3 separate regions of the Sus scrofa genome follow, and all the other regions are linked to region 3. Evidence: chromatin contacts called from public Hi-C and HiChIP or PLAC-seq data. All regions are on one chromosome and are shown on one strand. The core of a region is the stretch at or near the end of the contact, and the rest is flanking DNA. Distances in the headings are between cores, read along the strand shown. Region 1 holds the start of SLC25A38 (solute carrier family 25 member 38). Region 2 holds the start of CTNNB1 (catenin beta 1). Region 3 holds the start of EIF1B (eukaryotic translation initiation factor 1B).

Region 1 (3,507 bases), core at 729-3,228, 540 kb before region 3:
CAGCTATAGCTCAGATTCAACCCTTAGTCTGGGAACTTCCATATGCCACGGGGTGTGGCCCTAAAAGGAAAGAAAACAAAAACAAAACAAAACAAAAAACCCCAGCATCTTAGAGTTCCTCTGTGACTCACTCAGCTGGTTAAGGACCCAGCATTGTCACTGCCGCGGTTTGAGTGGCAGATGTGGTGTAGGTTTAATTCCTGGCCCATTCCTGGTCCTTTCCTTGCCCAGGAATTTCCACATGCTGTGGGAATGGCCAAAAACAAACAAACAAACAAACAAAGCCAGAAAACAGCATCTTGCTTCATCAATTTCTTTCCTAATGCCCTAGATTTCCAGGTAAAGAATGGATGGTGGAAAGCGGTGAAGGCTGTCACTATGACTGGACTTTATCCTGCAGACAACCAGGGCCACAGGAGGTGTGTGCCTGTCTTTTCCAACAAGAGGATCAGAATCCCCAGCAGTAAGAGTTTTCCATGGATCAGCCAGTCGGGAATAATGGGAAGTTGGGGGTCCAGGTAAGAGATAAAACCATAATCTTAATAATCTAGACCAGTTGCTATCCAATAGAAAAGTAGTTCAAGCCACTAGTATAATCTTTTTTTTAGGGCTGCATGCAAAACCTCATGGTCACTAGTCGGGTTTATTAACCACTGACGGGAACTCTGCCACTAGTATAATCCTAAGTGTTCTAGTAGCCACACTAAAAAAGCAAGAGGTAAAACTAATTTTGAAAATTATTTCACCTCATTCAATACACCCAAAATGTCGTTTTGAGGTGGAATAATAACTCAGGTAGTCAGTATAGGAGTATGGGCTTCGATGCATTCTTTGATATGGCTATCGATTAACATTTACGGTTTAAGGGCTCCAGGGAGTAACATCCCCACAGACCTTGTTTACTACAGGGAGTGTACCTATGCCCAGATGGACATTAATCTCTAACCCCAAGTGACTCAGTCTATGGGAAGAGAAGGGCAAAGAAACCTTGAGCGTTATGGGACATTTCCACCCCTAAAACCCCTATTGGACAAGGACTGATATAAGTAATTGGGCAAGGCCAATGAGAGAAAACTGCATCTTTCTGGAACCCATGTTGGTAACCCCTATCTTTAAGGGATAAAAAACCCTATAGGACAATAGGAAGGGGGGACTCCTTCTCCCTCCCAGCTGTCCTGGGAGTTGTTTGCTTTCCTGTAATAAAGACTTGGCTGGCTTGCTACCTGTGTGTTAGTGAGGTTCATTCTTCCCCTCCCTTGAATAAGAACCTGGATTCAGGTAACATCTTTCCAGTATCAGTTTCATTATGTAATAATGTAAAGATTACTCAGGAGATTATTTTATCTTATTGCCATGTTTTATTTATTTACTTATTTTTGTCTTTTTGCCATTTCTTGGGCCGCTCCCACGGCATATGGAGGTTCCCAGGCTAGGGGTCGAATTGGAGCTGTAGACACCTTCGCCAGAGCCACAGCAAAGGGGGATCCGAGCCTCGTCTGTGACCTACACCACAGCTCATGCAACGCCAGATCCTTAACCCACTGAGCAAGGCCAGGGATCGAACCCACAATCTCGTGGTTCTTAGTCGGATTCGTTAACCACTGCACCACAATGGGAACTCCTCGCCATGTTTTAAAAAATCTCTTCAGCACATTTCTGAGGTGAAGTTTTCAGCGTTTAAAGGGAAATGTGGATGTGCCAAAACAAAAAACTCCTGTTTAACCGGAAAATATTCCACATTGCTTCGGTTTTTTAAAAAAGTTAATTAAAATTAAATGAAATGTAAAATTCTGGTCTTCAGTCACACTAGCCATATTTCAAGTGTTATACAGCCATAGATGGCTACTGGCAACCCTATAGGTCACAGCAGGTCTCGACCGTAGCTGTTCTCCAACCGGGCCCTCAAAAGCATACGTCGGCGCAGATGACCGACCTAGTAAGCTCTGGGCACAAGAAAGCCACAAATCCTGCAGTTTCAGATCTCTCCACCAGGTGGCACTAAAGAGCACACCCTCGCCAGCGCGTGACGCGTTTCCAACCCCGGAAGCTAAATCCAGCTGTTCTATCCAGTTCCTCCCGCTTTCTCCACCTCCCGGTCGCACCCAGGCTAATATTCTCAAGTCATCAAGTCGGCAGCAGGGCATGATGGGCAGGACAGCAGGGCCGCAGAGTCTGCGAAGCGAGTGAAGAGAGGCGCCTGGAGCACACAAGGGCAGTGGGCTCGCAGGCCGGGACCCCTGACTGGCGCAGACTACAAAGAGGCCCCCGCAGTAGAACGCGTCGCCTGGCTACCGCCATCGAGTTGTCTTCTCCAGGACCTCCAGGGTCGGACCTGAGTTCCCACGGTCGGCAACCCGGGCCCAGTACACTCGCAGGCCTCCCCTCCAATGATCCAGAAGTCACGCCCGGCGCTGCTGCAGCCTCAGGATGTTGGAGACAGAGTGGAAACTCTTATGGTAAAGTGCGAGGAAGGGAAGGCAGGGGTTCCTGCATCGTCGGCTTGGGGAGGGAAATGTGGAAGGTTGCCGAGGCTCAGCAGCCCACGGTGAACCTTTTTTTTTTTTTTTTTTTTTTTGCGCCCCAGATACACGCATAACAGGTTGGGGACCTGGCAGCAGAAATGGAGTTTGACTAAGATTAAAAGAGGGAGGGAGAAGGAAAGAAGTTGCAGTCCAACCCTTGGGACAGGCAAGCAGAGGTCTCGATACTACATTGGGTAGAGATAGGCGGAATTGCTGGGGCCTTGGGAGGTATGAGGGGAATGTGCCCGTGTGGCCCGGAATGAGGTGCGAGTGCTACAGGAAGTTGCTTTGATTTGGAAGTCTAAAGTGACAGATGGGAGGACACCTGGGTAGATATTTGGACCATTGCAAGGCCTGGTAGTAGCGCTAAGCCTAGGAAGCGGTCGGTCCTCGAGGGAGGTGGGTTCGGACTGTACCGCTCCCACAAGCTGGACGAGAGGACCCTCTGGGTATCCCCCACTTCGCGGCTTGCCTGGAGCAGTTGCTGTTTGCTTGAGCCTCCAAGCCACGCCCCTCCCATGTCTGGATTGGCTGCCATGGTCGTGTCGCGGGGCTGCTATTGGTGGGGGCGGAGGCGGGGCTGGGCAGGCGGGGCTAGGAGGAAGGTCCCGCTGAGTTACTACTCGTGGTGAAACGAGGCTTAGTTGCCGCTTGGCCTTAGGCTGGGAGCGCTGGTCTGCAGCGGCGGCGGAAGCTTTCCTCTCTGAGGTCAAGGTTATGGTCCACCTGCGCTCAGGGCAGGGCTGGAGTGTGGTTTTTTGTTTTGTTTTGTTTTGTTTTAAGCCAAGGCTGTGGTGTCTTCTCTACGTCTATATCTTTGAACACATGCTTACCTGTTTCTCTGGGTCTTCCAGCTCCGGCCTGGAGATTTGAATTGGATTTAGAGATTTCTTTTTTTTTAAAGGAGGATAGGAGTTGCTTGGGAACTTATTTGCTAATTACTTAAGTGCTGCTTATTGCCTTTATGTATCCGTGTATTATTGTT
Region 2 (3,741 bases), core at 821-3,320, 590 kb after region 3:
CCTTTATGAACATGTTTGCTTAAAGTATGACTAGAGACTTTAAATATTAATTATAAATTTAGATTGAGATATCTAAATTGAAAAAATGCTTCAATTATTTTGGCATCCAATAGAGAAATGTAAATATAGAAGAGTTTTTATCCTTTAGATGTTCTAATAGTACAAATATTTCTTAACCAGTTTTAACGGTGTGTCTTATTCAGCAAAACAAAAACAAAACTGAACATAGAAAAAGGAAACATCTATAAAAATTAATATTTATTAGTCATCTGATTTTAAATATATGACTTTAATCAAATCAAATATATATTCTTTAACTCTATATGAACATTAATATTGGGGATCAGTACCGGAAAAATGCCGTTTACACTTTTGAGTTCATATTCAAAACACTGCTTTGATGAAGTATCTTTTTCTGTTCAGTCTGTTCAAATTATGACCATTCGGTTTAACCATCCGCTACAGTTAATTCTACAGAATTACTAGCAAAGACACAAATGAGAAAGTCATTCTAGACAATGGATCTCACGGAACATCATCTTAGTGTGCAGACTTTTTCCACTGCAGGGGCCCATGCTATGGTGATAGATAACAGTTTAACATTACCTCGGTGTGTAGTAAAATATCTTTAAGATGGGGGAAAATTGAATTACTTCAGGAACATGTTGGCCCTGTTTAGCATTAGCTATGCCTAAAAACTATATAGCCTACTCCATGAGTGAATGAGTAAATAGGTTTCCTGTCTGTACCTATGCATAAAGACCTATTGTTTGCATGCATTAATTACAGGGATAAAAGCCTGAAGATAACTTTCACTGTTGCTTTTTGTATGCTCTTCATTGTTTTGAAGGAAAAATAAGCATACAATAGACTAGACAAAGTGAATGGATCATAATTTTTTCATCTTTGACAAATGCCAATCTTGCTGGATTACAATGGAGACATTTCGAAGGGAAACGAAGACCCAGCTTCAGCCTATTAGGACGAATTAGAAAATGTTTTTAAGAATAGAAAATTCGTTTTTAAAAATTAGAAGCTGCCTGATAGCTCCTTCCATAAACAACAACTTGGATTTCTCAACTAAGTAATATCTATACATGAACTTCCTCCGAGGAAAAATCCTCCCCCAACAAATTTATTGATACTTAGTAAAGTGGAACCAGATAAAATTGAAATCTGTAAGAATTAACCTAGTTGACAGGGCTCTAGAGCTAGTCCATTTCTATCAGTCATTTGTTCACAGTAGGGACTAAGGACTTGTTGAATTGCGGGCTAGGCGCCCGTTCTAACACGAGTTCAGTCTTTGGGATTGGGTTAACAGGAGGCTCGGCCCGGTACTTCACTTCCAGATTCAAGCCGGTAGGGATGCGGAATCTACGATTCAGACCGTGGAGGTAATGTGCGGCTCGGCTAGGAGCCAAGTCCTGCAGAGAGCTTGGGGCCCAGACCGCAAAGACGGCGAAAGCACGATCGCGCCGGGGTCCCTCGACTTGCATAGGGGCAGCAGCAGCGCCCGGCAGCGCCGGGAGCGGGCGGGCCCCGACCTCAGCACTGCGGTTGGCCCGGTCCCGAACTTCCGCCCTCCTGGGACCTGTGCCGCTCGGCCTCGTAGGGCCGGGGTCCGGGTGCCGCCTCCCACGGGCAGCAAGCGGCCAGTCCAGCGTCCGCTCTCTTGGCACTGGACGAGTGAGAGCCGGGGGGCTTCGGGATCCCGATAGTGGAGAATTTCGGGGTCGCCCTCCCCCAGCCCATCCCGGCCCGCGGGTGCCCTGGCCGCCCCATCTCGGCCGACAGCGCCTTGGCGGATCTGTCCTGCGGTCCCGCGCGGCCCGGCAGCCGCCGGCCTCTAACCCCCGGGAGCGCCCGAAGAGCTCGCAAGCGCCCCGCCCCAGCCCGAGGCGGGCGGCTCGGCGGAGCGGGGACTACTTTCCGCCGCCCGCCCGCGCCCCGCCCCTTGTCCTCGCGCGGCGGAACGCTCCGCGCTGCGCCGCTGGCGGCAGGATACAGCGGATTCTGCGCGACTTATAAGAGCTCCTTGTGCGGCGCCATTTTAAGCCTCTCGGTCTGTGGCAGCCGCGTTAACCCGGCTCCGGGAGCTGAGAGCGAGGGGAGGCGGAGACGGAGGAAGGTCCGAGGAGCAGCTCCGGTCTCCGCCGAGCCGCCACCGCAGGCCGAGGACGGTCGGACTCCCGCGGCGGGAGGAGCCTGTTCCCCTGAGGTGCTTGGGTGCTCCTTTCCTTACCCTTCCGGGGCTGCTCCCGCTCCTCTTCGGAGCCAAACTTCGTCGCGGGCGCGCGGTCCCGGCGGCGGCTGGAAGCCGGGCCCGGTGCAGCCCGGAGGGCCGGGGTGGGGAGCTGGGGGCTGACTGGGGGCGCCGGGGAGGCGGCGGGGGCGGGCCCGGCCCGAGGGGCGGAGGGCGGCGGCCGGGCCCGGGTTCCGGTCGCGCGGCTCTTTGGGGGCCCCGGGTTTGCCGCTTGCGGGGAGGGGGCGCCGCGAGGGCGCGTTCGGGAGCTCCGTTGTCTGGCGGGGGATAGTAGGGGGGTCTGTGGTTTCCGTCCCGGGCTCCGGCCGCGGCCGAGTTTGGGGGAGGGACCCTGCGCCTCTGGATGCGCCGGGGCCGGGGTGGGGGGCGGGGTGGGGACGGGGGACTCCGCCTTCCGGGCCTTCAAGGGGAGTTGGGGTACAGGCGCTGGGCCTGGGACCCGAGGTCCCATCTGCCATGAGGAGAGGACCAGTAGACTTTCTCTTCAGAGTCCCTCTTTCGTGCTTAAGGACGAATTAAGAGAATCGTTAGTATTATTTTAATGCTCTGCTGGTGTGTTTGGTTTTGGCTCCTGTTTAAATCGGAGCAACTTTAAACCGTAGAGGATCCAAACTATTATTGCAGACGGAGCGATGCTCCAGGAGGAGTTGCACAAATAAAATCCATATCTAGCACCTTTATTTTCTTGTACGGTGCAGGTGAGTGAAAGCAGTGTGCAAGGAAGGTCCTGGGAAAAATAAGGGCGAGGGCGACTGGCTTACTGTCTCTTACCAAGTGACCCGCCGGACTCAGCCTCTGACTGCTTCGAGAATTTTGTTCGTGGAAATTCTTTATTTAGATAATTTCATGCCAGCTAAACTTGATTTTGAGAGCACTTTCCAGCGAGATGAATTTTTCCCTCGCTACGAAATTGCCCGAAGGAAATTCAAGCGTTGCAACTTCGTTCCGTGTTTTGTCTGGGGCGAGGACTTGGAATGCAGTTTCGAAGTTCAGTTCTCAAAGCCCGCTACTGGATCCGCTAAACTTGAAAGCTTTGGCAGTTGGGTGTAGTTGATTCCTTCGTTTTCAGTTCCCTGTTGGAGGGAGCATTGTCTCCTACTTTGTATCTTCCAGACATCTGTGGTCTCCCCTCCCCCCCGAGTTTGTGAGTGGTGAATGAGGAGACTGGCCTGCTGGTATGCAGAGGTCCGCAAAAGGAAATCGAGGAGTGGTTTTAGTGAAACGAGAGCTTTGTGTCGTGAATAGTGGTGGCTTAGACTAGACAGCAACTTGAAGCGACGGCTAGCCTTTGATAAAGTCTGGACTGATGTTTTTCAGATCGCTGAGTTATAAAGTATTTTGTCTGGAACTTAGGAAGCCATTTCGTTATTGTCCCTTGGTGTGCATTCAGTACCTTCAGCTATCTTCACCTTAACTTGTCTTCAGAAATGTTGGACATAGCTTGAAATATTATTTACCATAATGCTACTGTTTAGTAT
Region 3 (3,815 bases), core at 634-3,133:
TACCTGAGAATTGAGAATTTGATGTTTTTAGACAAATTATTTAACCTGTAAAAGCCTCCATTTCTACCTGAGTATAGAGTAACAACTACATCAAAGAATGGCTACAAAGATTAATAATATTATGTATAAAGCTTACAACCAGCTAATAGTATGCATTCAATAAATGGTACTATCGTTATAGTTGATCACAAAAGATTATTAAATTCAAGTATTCCTAACCTGGGGTCTGCAGATTCTTGGTCCATGGCTAAAACTGCGGGGGGTGGGAGGGGAAGGGATTCCTAAAATTGGATGGGAAAAAAGACTACCTACATTTTCACTAATCTCTCGCCAAAATCTAGCTTTTTTTTCCATTATGAATGCTGTTAACATCCCAGAATTATCTGAAGGATGTTCAACTTGGCACCAATAGAAGCTACAGATATTTTTATATTACACTTCTGATGCTACAGACATCTCAAAGTATCTTTTCCTTGGCACCTTTTTGAAATTCCAGCTGTTGTTAGACCTGCTATTAGATCTTGTTAATTAATGCATTAGTAAAGAAGTAATACTATGTTATCAATGTACTGTTTTTAACTTTAATGTAATAGGTTTCCTTTGTAATCCTACATGTTTTATTTCTTAAAGCATGATTCTGAGGGGTCTATAAACTTTCACAAGTCTGCCATGGCACAAACAAGGTTAAGAATCCCTAACTTTTTAGTCCATATTTGCTTTCAGAAAATCAACCAAGTTTGACAATTGACCACCTGCCTGGGTGAGCCTATTCTCATGGCCTCAGGTTTGTTTTTCTGTGTATAGTTTGTTAGGGAGATATTACAGTTCTGGTACCTATCAGTTAACCTTCCTGTTCTGTGTTCAAGTTGTCAAGCTGGTTTTCTGGTATGTTCCATGGAGCTCGGGGATATACTTGGGCCCCCACTGAAGCTAGGCAGTGGTTCTTAACTGCGGTCCCAGACCAGTAGCATGAGCATCGCCTGGCAGCTTGCTGGATTTGCAAATTCTAGGGTCATGCCCCAGACGTCCTGAAACAAGCCCTGGGGAAATGCCCACTGGAGTTTGAGAATCACCGCGCTAGGCAATCTGAGGGCGGTCCAATCCTGAGCGAGAGACTCTCATATCGACTTTTCAGAGGGACTTACAGAGCTCCTGCAACCGAGCGAGGCAGGAGGTGGGGAGGTAGGGGAGGTGCTGAGGGGCTGCCATCGAATCGAAAGCCGGGGCTACGAGCCTTGTTTTGGTCCTCTAACCCAGATTTTACTTACATTACACGGGGCCTCGAGGGTGACTGATGATCATCGCCCCCCTCAGCACCAAACCCTCTGCGCAGGCACTGTACGGCCAAAGAAGGGGACTCAAGGGAGAACCTGCGAGCGCCCCACGAAAACTGCTCTAGACCTGCAGGTTCGGGCCAGTTGGGTCTGCAGCCCGCTGGACCTCTCCCAGCCCCACCGCCTGGAGCTGGGGAGCGCACTCCCTGCTGGGAATTGAGGTCCCGTAAGCCTGCTCGCCCCGAGCTTTCCGGGGTCTCTCGCGTTATGAAAACTACAAGTCCCAGAGCGTCTGGCGCGGGAGGGTCACGTGTGGGGCGGCGGGCGCGGCTAAATAGTGTCCGTCCGCCATTTTGTGGGAGAAGCCGCAGCGCCGCCTCTTCTCTCGCGTTCTCGCATCCGTCGCCGCCGCCTCTTCCTCCGCCTCCTACTTCGCCTCTTCCTGCCTCCTCCCGGCTTCCGCCGCCGCCGCTCCAGCCGCATCCCTACCTCGGGGCGAAGCGTCTCCTTATTTATTTCCGTTTTCTCGCCACTCCAGCCTCCTGACACGGTGATCCGGGCGGGCCCCGCAGGAATTTTATCCCTTCACCGGCCTCACACTAGTATCGCATGTCCACTATCCAGAACCTCCAATCTTTCGGTAAGATCGGGCCCCTCACATTCCCCGCGCGCCTCTCGGCCAGCCGGCCGCCCCTGCCTGTCCCCACCAGGGCCGCTTGCCGGCCCCCCTGGCCCAGAGGGCCCCCAACTGCCCTCCCCGCACCCCGAGTGGGGCTTTGTCTCGGCGCCCGAAAGATGGCGACGGGCCCCTGGCGACCCCCTCCCGGAGGACGGCCCCGGACCCCGTCCCCGAGCCCCGGCCTCGGGCCCCGTGCCGCCCTCTGGCCTGCCCCTAGATTTGTCTGCTCCTCGCTTCTGCCCTCTGCCACCTCTTCAACCCCGATCCGCCTGCAGATCTGCCCCTGCTGCTCTCCGGGGGGAGGCTGGCCCGGAGCTGGGGGATCGGCGCCCATTAGCGGTCGGGACTGTTTGCGAGCGACTCTCGGGGGCGTTTAGTAACAGACGCGGATCAGGCCGCTCATCTGTCACAGGGCAGTGGCCCAGTCTTCTCCGCTCCCGTAGTAATTTGTAAAATTACTCTTGATTGCTGTATATATATCTTTCTTACTTTTTTCGAGGCAGAGTTACGGTTAAATGATTGGAGTGGCATCTGTGAATGTTTCTGTTGTCATCAGAATAGTCGAGATGACGCACATTTTTATAGTGGTTATAAAACTATAAAATCTCTTTTCTCTCATTAGAGGATTTTATTCAACAATAACATTATCTACCTGTAACAACGTTTTTCTGTTCGGGTATCAGTGGACATACGTGTTTAAAATCTCTTTGTGAGAGTACCTTGGAGATTTTATTAATTTTTACCCTTACCACCCCCCCCCATCCTCACCTGCAGAAAAAAAAGCAGAGGCACCAGAACCTTCTTCGCAGAGTGCCTAGATGGTAGCGTACCACCTCTCTGGAGATTACTAACTAAAAGATATTTTCCTGCTTTGGATTTTTTTGTATCCTTTTGCAGACCCCTTTGCTGATGCAACTAAGGGTGACGACTTACTCCCGGCAGGGACTGAGGATTACATTCATATAAGAATCCAGCAACGGAACGGCAGGAAGACACTGACTACTGTTCAGGGCATTGCAGATGATTATGACAAAAAGAAACTTGTGAAAGCTTTCAAAAAGGTAAAGGTGTTAGGAGGAAGAGACTAAAATGTAGTTATTGATGCACACCTCTAAATAGGATTACGTTTCACACGTATACTTGACTGTCAATGTGGGTGAAAATGATTAGATCCAAGAAAACTGTTCATGCTCCTAATTAACATTCAGATCTATGGTCTTTCATCTTAAAATAAGATTTACATGGCTCTCAAGCAAAATAAAATAAAAAATGCTTAGTTTCCATGTTCCCAGTAAAAATCATTTTCTCTGTGACCTGCTGATTCATTTTCAAATTAATTCAGGGGTTATAGGAGACAAATGCTGTTTCTTAAATGTAATCAAGTTTACTGAAATAGCTAATTTTAGTCTTAGGGTACAAATAAAATCTCATTGTATTTGACTCAGTTATGTTGAACCTACTTCTCCAGAAATTTGCCTGTAATGGTACTGTGATTGAACATCCTGAATACGGAGAGGTTATTCAGCTTCAAGGTGACCAAAGAAAAAACATTTGCCAGTTTCTCTTGGAGGTGAGTGATTGGGTGCTTTATGTATAACTGAGGTTGTATTGTATTTAAAGGCAATGTGAATTATTACGTCCTTAGTAAAAAATCATGTGAATGAAGCAAATCAGTTACTTCAAATACAAAGTTGGTACTTAATTTGAAGGCAGGAGGGCCAGTTTATTTTGTCATTAGTGACCTGATCATTCCTATGTCCATTTAGGATGTTTTGTGGCATGTCAAGTTATTACAATGTGTGTTGAATTGTTTGTTATTAACCGTTATGCCACAAATAACAGTGTTGCAATAACCTATTAAC

What was found. A called contact is a pair of places that touch in the nucleus more often than the background predicts. HiChIP or PLAC-seq counts read pairs in DNA pulled down with a chosen protein or histone mark.
Region 1: a contact with region 3 is called in a Hi-C map of retroperitoneal adipose tissue, with 1.9 times the contacts expected there. The contact joins the promoter of SLC25A38 here to the promoter of EIF1B in region 3. A contact is called at or near these places in 4 of 47 Hi-C or Micro-C datasets (embryonic fibroblasts, fetal skeletal muscle, heart right ventricle and 1 more).
Region 2: a contact with region 3 is called in an H3K27ac HiChIP or PLAC-seq map of alveolar macrophages. The contact joins the promoter of CTNNB1 here to the promoter of EIF1B in region 3. A contact is called at or near these places in 1 of 47 Hi-C or Micro-C datasets (skeletal muscle) and 1 of 2 datasets of contacts at active chromatin or transcription factors (alveolar macrophages).

Annotation. Positions count from the first base shown.
Region 1 is chr13:24,028,593-24,032,099 of Sscrofa11.1, forward strand. SLC25A38 (solute carrier family 25 member 38) reads left to right here and starts at 1,979. Exons shown (of 7, transcript XM_003358375.2): 1 at 1,979-2,456. The coding sequence starts at 2,388.
Region 2 is chr13:25,162,225-25,165,965 of Sscrofa11.1, forward strand. CTNNB1 (catenin beta 1) reads left to right here and starts at 2,071. Exons shown (of 16, transcript NM_214367.1): 1 at 2,071-2,218. LOC106505576 (basic proline-rich protein-like) reads right to left here. Exons shown (of 4, transcript XM_021069211.1): 2 at 2,243-2,663.
Region 3 is chr13:24,573,300-24,577,114 of Sscrofa11.1, forward strand. It overlaps EIF1B (eukaryotic translation initiation factor 1B), which reads left to right and starts at 1,884. Exons shown (of 4, transcript NM_001001635.1): 1 at 1,884-1,914; 2 at 2,851-3,014; 3 at 3,422-3,523. The coding sequence starts at 1,884. The region is part of intron 2 of LOC110256427 (a long non-coding RNA gene); the gene reads right to left.